Regions from separate parts of the Mus musculus genome. Here region 1 is linked to region 2. Evidence: chromatin contacts called from public HiChIP or PLAC-seq data. All regions are on one chromosome and are shown on one strand. The core of a region is the stretch at or near the end of the contact, and the rest is flanking DNA. Distances in the headings are between cores, read along the strand shown. Region 1 overlaps Sec24d (Sec24 related gene family, member D (S. cerevisiae)). Region 2 overlaps Bcar3 (breast cancer anti-estrogen resistance 3).

Region 1 (5,286 bases), core at 1,184-3,683, 870 kb before region 2:
TGGGGGGGTGGGTATGGGGGACTTTTGGGATAGCATTGAAAATGTAAACGAGGAAAATACCTGAAAAGAAAAGAAGACAAAGCTAAAAAACTGTCAAATAATAATCAAGGAATGAGGTGTGTGTGTGTGTGTGTGTGTGTGTGTATGTGTGTGGGGGGTGTATGCATGTGTACATGTGTGTGTGGTATGTATATGTGTACATTGGGCCACATGTGTGTATGTGTGGTGTATGTGCATGTATGTGTGGTATGTGTGTGTGGGGGGGTATATGCATGTGTGCATGTGGTGGTGGTGGTGGTGTGTGTATGAGAGTCCCAAGTGCAAGTAAAAAAAGGGACTGGAAGTGTCCACAAAGAAACATCTCAGAAGGAACCCTCAGCCCCACTGCAGACGCTGGAGGACAGGCTGACAAGGGCTGACTTTCCCCTGTCTTGCTTCTTTCCTCATTGTGCTTTTGATCAAATGGGTAAAGTTTAAAAGGTTCTTATAACCTGTGGCAAAAGCAGGGAGCACACATCTCCATCTGGGACCTGGGCAATGCTCTCAGAAGTCAGATTCCCCATGGACTAGATATGCACCTGTGTAACTACACACACGTACACACACGTATGTCCTGAGCTGCGTGACTTCACACGAGCAGCTGCATGCCGTGCTGCTCTAAGCTACATCTTGCAGAGACCATGCTGTGCTGCTCCTGGGCTTTCTCTGTCTCCATTATTAAAGTCTCGCTTGTCAAGAGCCGACATAACTTCTTCCTCCTCTGTGAAAGCTCCTGAGGCCGCCAGCTAGAAGTAATTTCAGTTTCCAAATCCCTGTACAGCACTTTTCCTGGACTCTGAGTGTGCAGTGCCGTCGGACGGTAATGGAAGGGAAAGCCCTAGAGTTATCCCCCTGCCCCGAGCCCTGGGCCACTCCAGAGTCTGCTGCAATGGAGAAACGGGAGTTTTGTTGAAGATGATTTACACGCTGGTAAAACATGCTGGACTTTGGGATGGCGAATCACAGCCTGTAATGGTTAGTCCTGGTTGTTACCTTGAGTGGCCTGGGGATCAACCCAGGGACAGATTTTTCAGGCATGTCTGTGACAGAGTCTCTAGATTAGCTCAAAGGCTCATCCTGAATGTGGGGAGTAATATTCCTTGGGAAGAGTGGGGGTGTCCTAGACTGGATAAAAAAAAAAAAGACAAAGCTTGGCTGGAGAGATGGCTCAGTGGTTAGAGCATGTAGCAGTCTTGCAGAGGACCTGAGTTCAGTTCCCAGCACCCACGTCAAGCACAATTTCCTGTAAGTCCAGCTACAGGGAAATCTGAAGTTCTTTTCTATAGAAGCCTTTGGGAACATGTGCACATACTCATAATTAAAAACAATTCCTGAGGGAGGGGGAGAGGGAGAGGAGGGAAGGGGGGAGGGGGAGGGGGAGAGGCTCCAGAGTGCTGTATAGCGGTATTCATTCTTGCTACTTCTAGACTGCAGATGCGATGTAACCAACTTCCCTCCTCTGCCATGGAGTTGTATATCCTTAAGCTGCGAGCCAAAATAAAGGCCTTCTCTCTGCTGCTTTTGGAATAGAAGTCCAAAGCAAGCCATGATGGTGCAACTCAGGTTTAAAATCAGCCTGGCTAGAAATACTGACGTGTGCAATAAACAAATGCTACAAGGCACGAGTTTATCTGACCAACAGTTCACCAGGACATCATTCGTTCACCTTTGTCTCCCAGCAACCTCTCATCACACAAGGAAAAACGTCTGATAAATCATGAGTGACTGATTCTCTTTTCATAGTTAAAATGGAATCGAATAAAGCAACACACACACACACACACACACACACACACACACACACACACACACGCATGCACATACACACACTCCTCCAGACTGACACCGCTCACTCTCACTGGATTTGGGCACATTCTGGATGGGAGGAGCAGGCTGGGATCCACAGAGATCACTGAAGATCTAAATTAACCTTTTTACAAAGCATCTAATCAGAACATCTCACATCCGTTATCACTCATCTCCACAGACTCGAGGCTTTTTATTTTGAGGAACAAACACAAAACTGTCAAAAAAACAAAAAAAAAAAAAAAAAACTTTCCTTCAATGTTATAACTGCCCTAAAATTTCCTCAACCCTGTAACATATAAATTATACCACATGAAGAGACTCTGCCTTACCACATTAGTTCTGTATAATTTTGAGAGTCACATGACTAATTTTGTTTAATTTTTTAGGGTATATAAAGGATTCTACATGGGGACAGGAAGGGCTCTCTGTCTGTGGGGACGGGAAGGGCTCTGTAATTCATGAAGATGTCGGGGATTCACGGGCCTTACTTACTCTCCTGCTTCTCAGCCGCCCTCTCTCACTGCAGCCAGCCTGTGTGATGGCGTAAATCTGGCTGGGTGATACTGCAAACGTTAGATAAGCCACAAAATTCCAAACTCATGAATCTTTAACCTTTCTAAACAGTTGCTTTCTTTCGTACTGACTGTGTACTTTTATGAGCGTATGAAGGCCAGCAGACAGCGCAGGATGTCACCCTCAGGACTTTATCCACATCCTTTGAGGCAAAGCCTCTCTTCGGCCATAATCTCGACAATTATGCTAGATTGGCTGCCAGTCAAGGGGTGTGGCATTCTTACTAACTGAGCTCAGGCTCTCGCACTTGAAATGAAAGAAAGGAAAGGGAAATGAAGGCAAGTGCTTACCAGCTGAGCCATCCTGCCAGCCCCATCTCTAATATTCTAATTTATCAACATTGAAAACAGACAAAAAGTCAAAATAACCCAATACTTTGATATGAATAACCAGTGAGTGATTTTAAAGATTTTCCTCCTCGTTCCAAAAGAGTCAGGAAATCTAGAAACTTTACAAGGCCAGATACAATTCAAACAGGAGGGAAAGGACCTTCTCTTTTTCGAAGACTCAGAACATTTTAGAACACCAAGCACACGCAGACTGTTGTCTGACATGTTAAAAATAAAATATTGCTTGCTTTAGTACAAAAGGAGAAATCGAATTGACAGGGCACAGAGACCAAGACAAATTTCAGACAGAAAGCCACCAGGGATCTTTTTAAAAATGAAGCCACTTAGCTAGAAATGGTATAGTTCTGAGAGATCTGAACAGAGTTGAGAGCAACTAGCTGTAGCCTTCAACTTGTCTCTCTAGTCTTCTGCCAAAGTCGCACATAGGAGCTTCAGGGGGTTTGGTTATAGAGAGAACGTGGAATGTGCGCTTTCAGATCTCAGACCACCATGCTGCAAACTTCACACCACTGCCCTGGTAACCAGGGCTTGGGGAGTGTCTGTTGGTGAAGGCAGGCTAGGCTTAGTGAGGGACTATAAAAGGAGAGTCCGCTTTCAGAAACTGGTGTGGTGGCTCAGTTTCTTACAAACTAAATGCAAAACTCAGATTTGAACTTAAAGCAGCCCATGGGAGAGTCCCACGAAGAAGCACATACTATCTAACAGGAAAATCCATCCTTCTCGAGTCACTCTGAAAACATGAGACACAGCAGTTCTGAGGCATGGGGGCCTCTGCTCACCACCTGCAGCTGGTCCCAGCTCGCTTTTCACCTCAGGCCAGTCTGAAGTCACCTCAGTGTTTTTCAAACATCCTCCCCGTGTTACAAACCATCTCAACAATATTATGAGTTCATCTTAACAGACACAAACAAAACCACTCCGGGGTGGTCCAGAGCCCACATGTCCAAGTTTCTCATAGACAAAGCATCAATTCTGGTGGAAAGACTACAGAGGGGTAGGCATTCAGAGGCCAAGAAGCGCCATGGGTAAAGAATGCCTCCTTACCTAAACACCCCTGTCCAGACCAGATGTTGCTCCCCATGGCTCAGCACCATGGGGAGAAGGTGTGGGGTGCACAGCAGGTCCTGGCCTCCCCATCCTCTCTTCAGGGCCTACTCCCCTGTCTCTATGCTAGGTGTTAGCTCCAGCCCCAAACAGCTAGCTTGTACACAGAGACAACAAAAACCTAGCCATGATATCAGTTTTAGTAGGAGAGACCATAGAGAAAAATGAAAGGATGCTATTAGCTACTTCCTGTAATTTTTCAAACCTCTCTTTTATTTATATTTTTTAAAAAAATGTGCAACCCCTCACTCACCTTTCGAAGCAAATCTGTTTTCTTTTTTTCTGTCAAATGTAATGTCAGCTATGCACGCATACAATTAGATTTTTACGGTTAAAATTGCTATCAGTTTTATTTCCCCTTTCCATCCTGAAGCAGGCTACAGGCCAGCCAGCTTTTTAAAAGCAGCTCAGCAGTGAAGGGACCACAGCAGGGTGTGGCCGCCTGCTCAGCTACAGGTGAATGGGGAACCTCTGAAATGACAGAGACAGGGGCTTCCTTCACACTGCTAAGCCAGGACACACAAGCAGCAGTGTGGAGCTTGGTCGCATCACAAGAGCAGAGGGGAATTTGGCTAAAAAGATTCCATTCTCTCCTATGACAACTGCTCAGTTTTCTGGGACCCTTGGACTCCACCACTATCAGCAACTGCCAGCTTTTGTGGAACAGGCTTCCAAACTTCTCCCCTACACACACACACACACACACACACACACACACACACACACACACATACACACAGTTGGGATTCTCCTGTAATTTATAAAGTATCTTTGAGATGTTTCATTTATCTACCATTGTTTTTTTTTTCTTTCTCCTATTTTCTTTTCTTTCTATAAACATCCACTCTGACATTTTAAATACCCCCAAAGAATGGTGTAGTTTGATTTATAACTGACTATAATGTTCTCATTAGCAAACGATATTAATCAGCCAGTCTGCTCAGCTCAGTGACACGGTGTAATTCACAGGAGGCCAGCAGCAAGCATCCTTACTTGGGTAGCCGCTTCAGCGCGGTCTTCAGCTCTTCACATATGAGCTTGACGAGGCCATTCTTTATGTTACTATATGAGACATCAATCATGAAGATGAAGGCTGGTGGGCTGGGAGGTTTATTCTTCTGCAGGGAAGCAAGCACATCACAGAAGTCGATACAAGGCAAGCATACCTCATAATCAAACATAAACAAATGCTAGAAGACTATCAGATGCTTCATTCAATACCTAGGCTATAACATCTGTGGATCAAATAACTTTCTAGGAACCCCAATACCCCACCACTATAAAAAGATTTTTTTTAAAAATAGCCTGTTTATTTTCCACGTTATGACATGAACTTTCTATTATATTTAACAGAAATGGTTTGCTTTTTTATCTCCAGAGACTCTCCTCCCATGACTGCTGAAGGGAAGTC
Region 2 (5,073 bases), core at 920-3,419:
TCACTGAGTAGGAGTGTGACCTTTGAGCCATGCACAGCACCCTCCCAGCCTAGGCGCAACTGTGAACCAACATCTTACAACTTCCCCTTAGCAGGCCCTGGCATGATCTACTATCTTAAAACTTCTTGAGGACATTTTTAAATTTATTTATTTTTATTATATATAAGTACACTGTAGCTGTCTTCAGACACTCCAGAAGAGGGAGTCAGACCTCATTACGGATGGTTGTGAGCCACCATCACAACCATCACAAGCTGGGATTTGAACTCTGGACCTTCGGAAGAGCAGTCGGGTGCTCTTACCCACTGAGCCATCTCACCAGCCCCCTGAGGGCATTTCTTAAAGGCCGTTTGGCTATTGGACCAGATTCAGAGATCTTGCAAAGCCACCCACTTCCAGAAGCCAGGAGCCCCTCTGGTGGTCAAACCTAAGAGGAAAACTTGAAGGCATGAAATTGACACCATCTCCACACACATTCAGATCCCCCTTAGATGTGTTCTGCAGCTGGGGTTTCAGGGCTTGGAAGCCCCGGTTTTCAGTCGTCAGGGCCTTTGGGGAGTTCCTTCTCCCTCCCACGGCTTTCCTTATGCCCAGCTCCGAGCTCCAGCTTCCACCCTGCCTCCCGGGTACAGCTGTTAGAATGACTTTGAAACCATCTCTTCTTCATAGTCACCACAACATTCAGCGTGACGACGTCTAAATATAATAGGGGCCCAGGAAACGCTGAGCGCTGTGTAGAGATTCTCAAACTGAAGTCCACAAACACCTTGGCAGATGGATGTATAAGAATCGTGCACATGTATTTCTGGAGATGTGGTTTTTATTCATCTTAGATGTAGAAAAGTAGGGAACCTATCCTCTGCTCCCCAAATAGTCACCCACACAGGCATGAGAAATGGCACAATACCCACCCCCAACACACACACACACACAAAATGAGCCAGCTTTGCCATCCTCTGTTTGGATTAGAACTTGTGACAGAGCTGTTAACTTGATACATTCTAAAATCACCTGGGATGAAAGTCAGGATTAACGAGGTTTGGCAACATTGGGTTGCTCTGAGACATGTATGTCTCTGGGAGTCTCTCTTCCATTTTTCGAGTTTTATTATTTATTTTTATTTCATGAGTGTGGGTGTCCTGTCTGGATGTATGTTACGTATATGTGCCGCATGCATGTAGTGATCACAGCAGTCCAAAGACGATGCAAGATCCCCTGGATCTGGAGTTAAGGCTGTTGCGAGCCGCTGTGTGAGTGGTGGGAACTGAACCTGAGTCTCTGCCAAGGGCAGCAATCACTCTTCACCGCTGAGCCATCTCTCCATCCCTGGAGGGGACTGTCTTCATTAAATTAATTGAGGTGGGAGGCCCAGCCCACTGTGGACAGGACCACGCCTTGGATTTGGGTCCTGTATTGTATAAGAGTAGAGAGAAAGTGGGCATGTGTGCATTTTTTTATCCTTTATCTGTTCTTGGACATGTTGTGACCAGCTGCCTCAAATTCTTGCCTTGATTTCCTGGAAATAGCAGACTATAAACTGGCATTGTAAGTCAAATGAAACCTTTCTCTCCTAAGCCAGAGTGTTTTATCTCAACAGCAGACAGGAAACCAAGGCAGACTTTTCTTATTTTAATCCAAATAATCGCCTTGGTCTCTTAGTCTGCAAGCAACCTGGGATTCCAAACTGGGAGGAAGCGAGGCAAAATGAGGTAATTCTCAGCTCGCACCGCCTTGGCTCTGCTCAGATCCAGGCCGCTTCTGTAAAGACCAGGAGGACACAGAGATGAGAGTCCACACAGGATGAATTCAACTGAGCACACACACCCCGATCCTAACACAGCCACCTGGGCCTGGGAAAGACCAGAGCCCAGCTGGAGCCTTGGGGCACAGGAAGCGGTCCATCAGCTTCGCAGCTTCTTCTGCACAGAAAGCTCTTTGGAGAGGGTGAATGGAGGCTTTATGCAGTAAGTTCTCATCCACAAGCTAATAAATATGTGGAATGGCCTCTCGGACCAGGTTCCTGCAGCCTGGACACTGAGGTCATTCAAGAAACAATTAGATGCCATCTGGAGAGAACTGGGAAATTGCCTCAGAGGGCCAAACAGTATGTTCTCATTCCCAGGGTCTGACACATCCTTATCTCATTTCCAGAGAGAAAGGCATGGAGGCTGGCCAGCTCATCCACACACGGAGTGAGCAAGCGTGCACTTGGGCAGCTGATAAAAATGGATGGGTCAGGAGAGTGTGCCTTTCCAGCCTGCCCCACGTAAATCCATCCCCCTAAATGAATTTATCCCTTGCCTGCACGGAACTCCAAGCATAGCATCTTTGTAAATTGGGCCTTGGCCTCGTCTAAAGTTGGGTTTGCACAGCTTTAATATAAAGTAATTACAGATTAGCAACGGCTTCTGGCCCAGCCCTTTGCAGTATATAGTGATTAATGATTTAGTTATGTTCCGCTGTTAGGAGCTATACAGGGTTCACAGCTCACCCTGTGGTAAGGAACAGGCCCCTGTCTGAGAGCTGTTATTTCCATAATATATTCTCATTTTAAATAAAAAGTTAATATCTCTCTATATTAATAATCAGTTTTTAAATATAAACGCAATTGTTAGTTAAGGCTGAGATGGGGTGTGGGGCAACTTAGATAAATAGCAAAGAGCTATTTACGTTTTAGTATTTCTACAGTTCTTAAGTGCCGGGCCAACCCCAAGTCCAAGGTCCAGGAGACTAAAGCTTCTTTTCATAATACTACTGAGACTTTCGTCGCCTGTTACGCTGTGTCAACAAGTCACTCCGATGGGGGAAACCTATGCTGGGTGAAACAGGTTCCTTAAGAGGAAGCAAGGCAGAGGGGCCAGCTATACTGATCCTGTCTCCACTCCTGACCGTCCCGAGCACACAGTATGTAAGAAAAGATGTAGACAACACTGTGAGGAGTACTTACTCTCTATATTGAGTCAAGGCTCACAGAATACGGGCACGGCGACTGCCTGGAACCAATGGTCTGCATCACCCACTGAAGAGCTGCTCTCTCTCGTGGAACGGCATTCTTTAGTTAACAAAGACTAACAACCTGTGGTTATTCCCACTTGAGGACTTAGTTGGCAGACGTTTTTGGGGATGGGGTAGGGATGAACAGAGTGGTTTCTTCAAAGAAAACAACCAATAGTGTCTGTTACCAAAGCAAAGATTTGAGCTGTCGGTCGAACACTAGGATTTTTGAAGGACTTGTATTCACCACCAAGAAGTTCATAGCTTATCTACACGTTCATGACTTTTCTGGGAAGATTAGTGATGACTATTGGCTAACTCATTTTGATTGGATACAAAGAGACATGTGAACATTTGAGAGATCCACCTAACTCCTTGAACCAACATTCTTCAAATATCCTACACACGACAGCACTACTCAAACTGCAAGACAGACAGATGGACCTTAAAGACCGGAGAAGAAAGGATGCCGGGTGAGGTTTCAGAGTCTAACCTCTCAGGTGAGGCACCCTCCAAGGTCTAGATTAGCATGCAGGATAGCAGTAATTATCTTACACAGTTGCTTACTAAAGTACTTCTGCCCTTTTAAACCACATACCAGTGGAAGCTGGGTCTCTTAGGCATCTAACCAAAACGATCCAGTAAACTGACCGCCAAAAGCACACCCAAGAGAAGTTGTGCTCTCTTCGGCCAGACAGTAAAGAGACTTGCAAAACGGTAAAGCAATGTGTCCTTACCCCTGGATGGGTTTGTCTTGGAAAAATGACCATCTTTTCATAAAAATATGCACTTCATATTTATGCACCGTTCATTTTAAATGAACACACTAAGGAAACATAAAATGTCAAAAAATAGAATAAAGAACATGTTTAAAATCCTCCCATTGTTGGCTGGGGGTTACCACAGAGGTCAACCACAGAACCCATGTAAAAGCTGGCTGTACACAGCAGCCTGCCTATAATCCAAGAGGCTGGGGGTCCCTGGGGTAAATTGGCCAGCCAGACTAGCCAAACCGGTTCACCAAGAGATCCTGCTTCCATATGTAACGTGGGGGGAAATCTAGGAAGACATTCAATATGTACCTTGAGCCTCTACAAGTGCATATACATATAACACATACACACATACACACACATACACACACATACATACACACACACACATACACACATACATACACACACACATACACACACATACATACACACCACATATCACCAGAGACATATGAACCCCACACATGTGGACATGCATGTACCACACACACACACAAACACATAGAACACATATCACCAGAGACATATGAACCACATATATGTGGACATGCGTGTACCACACACACACATGCAAGTAATTTCTTCATTTTAATCTCCAACACAATGATTATTAATAGTTATAGCTCATATAACTAAAGGATTTTTTAAAAAGGAGTCTCAGCCGGGCGTGGTGGCGCACGCCTTTAATCCCAGCACTCGGGAGGCAGAGGCAGGCGGATTTCTGAGTTCGAGGCCAGCCTGGTCTACAAAGTGAGTTCCAGGACAGTCAGGGCTACACAGAGAAACCCTGTCTCAAAAACACCAAAAAAAAAAAAAAAAAAAAAAAAAAAAAAAAAAAGGACTCTCAATTTTTAACAATGTAAAAAGGTCTTGACACTAGAAGTTTAGGAATTTTTCTCTAATATATTTATAGTTTGTTTGAGATAATTTGGATCAACCCACAAATTTTTAGTGTATCCATGCAGTGAACTATGGTATAAAAAAGGAAGTGTTTTAGCATGGTGGTGGCGGCGGCAGTAATATACATGCCTTTAACCCCAGCAGTCAGGAGGCAGAGGCAGGCAGGTCTCTAAATTCAAGGCCAGCCTGGTCAACAGTGAGTTCTAGGACAGCCAGGACTACACAGAGAAACCTTGACACTAAAAACCAAAGGAGGGTTGGGGTGGAGTGTTTTTTTTTATATGAGTATTATATGTATATTAGAGAAAAATGTGTAAACTGAGAGAAATGTGAAAAGCAAAAAGCAAAACAAAACAGAAACATCCCTTTAATTGCCAGGAGAATTTATTTTGACTCAAATGTT

Evidence for each region. HiChIP or PLAC-seq counts read pairs in DNA pulled down with a chosen protein or histone mark.
Region 1: a contact with region 2 is called in a FOXA1 HiChIP or PLAC-seq map of pancreatic cancer cells. The contact joins two enhancer-like sites. A contact is called at or near these places in 1 of 39 promoter capture datasets (pre-B cells), 1 of 484 Hi-C or Micro-C datasets (the G1E-ER4 cell line) and 1 of 115 datasets of contacts at active chromatin or transcription factors (pancreatic cancer cells).

What each region holds. Positions count from the first base shown.
Region 1 is chr3:123,336,193-123,341,478 of GRCm38.p6, reverse strand. It overlaps Sec24d (Sec24 related gene family, member D (S. cerevisiae)), which reads right to left. Exons shown (of 23, transcript NM_027135.2): 11 at 4,869-4,993. Among named protein-coding and RNA genes, the nearest start is that of Mettl14, 47 kb to the left of the region's middle. Within about 2 kb of position 2,433, at least 31 of the 459 cell types and tissues checked have an H3K27ac peak or open chromatin away from gene starts, as enhancers often do. A contact at or near this core is called in pancreatic cancer cells, where this site is marked.
Region 2 is chr3:122,468,232-122,473,304 of GRCm38.p6, reverse strand. The region is part of intron 3 of Bcar3 (breast cancer anti-estrogen resistance 3); the gene reads right to left. Among named protein-coding and RNA genes, the nearest start is that of Gm34349, 9.5 kb to the left of the region's middle. Within about 2 kb of position 2,169, at least 60 of the 459 cell types and tissues checked have an H3K27ac peak or open chromatin away from gene starts, as enhancers often do. A contact at or near this core is called in pancreatic cancer cells, where this site is marked.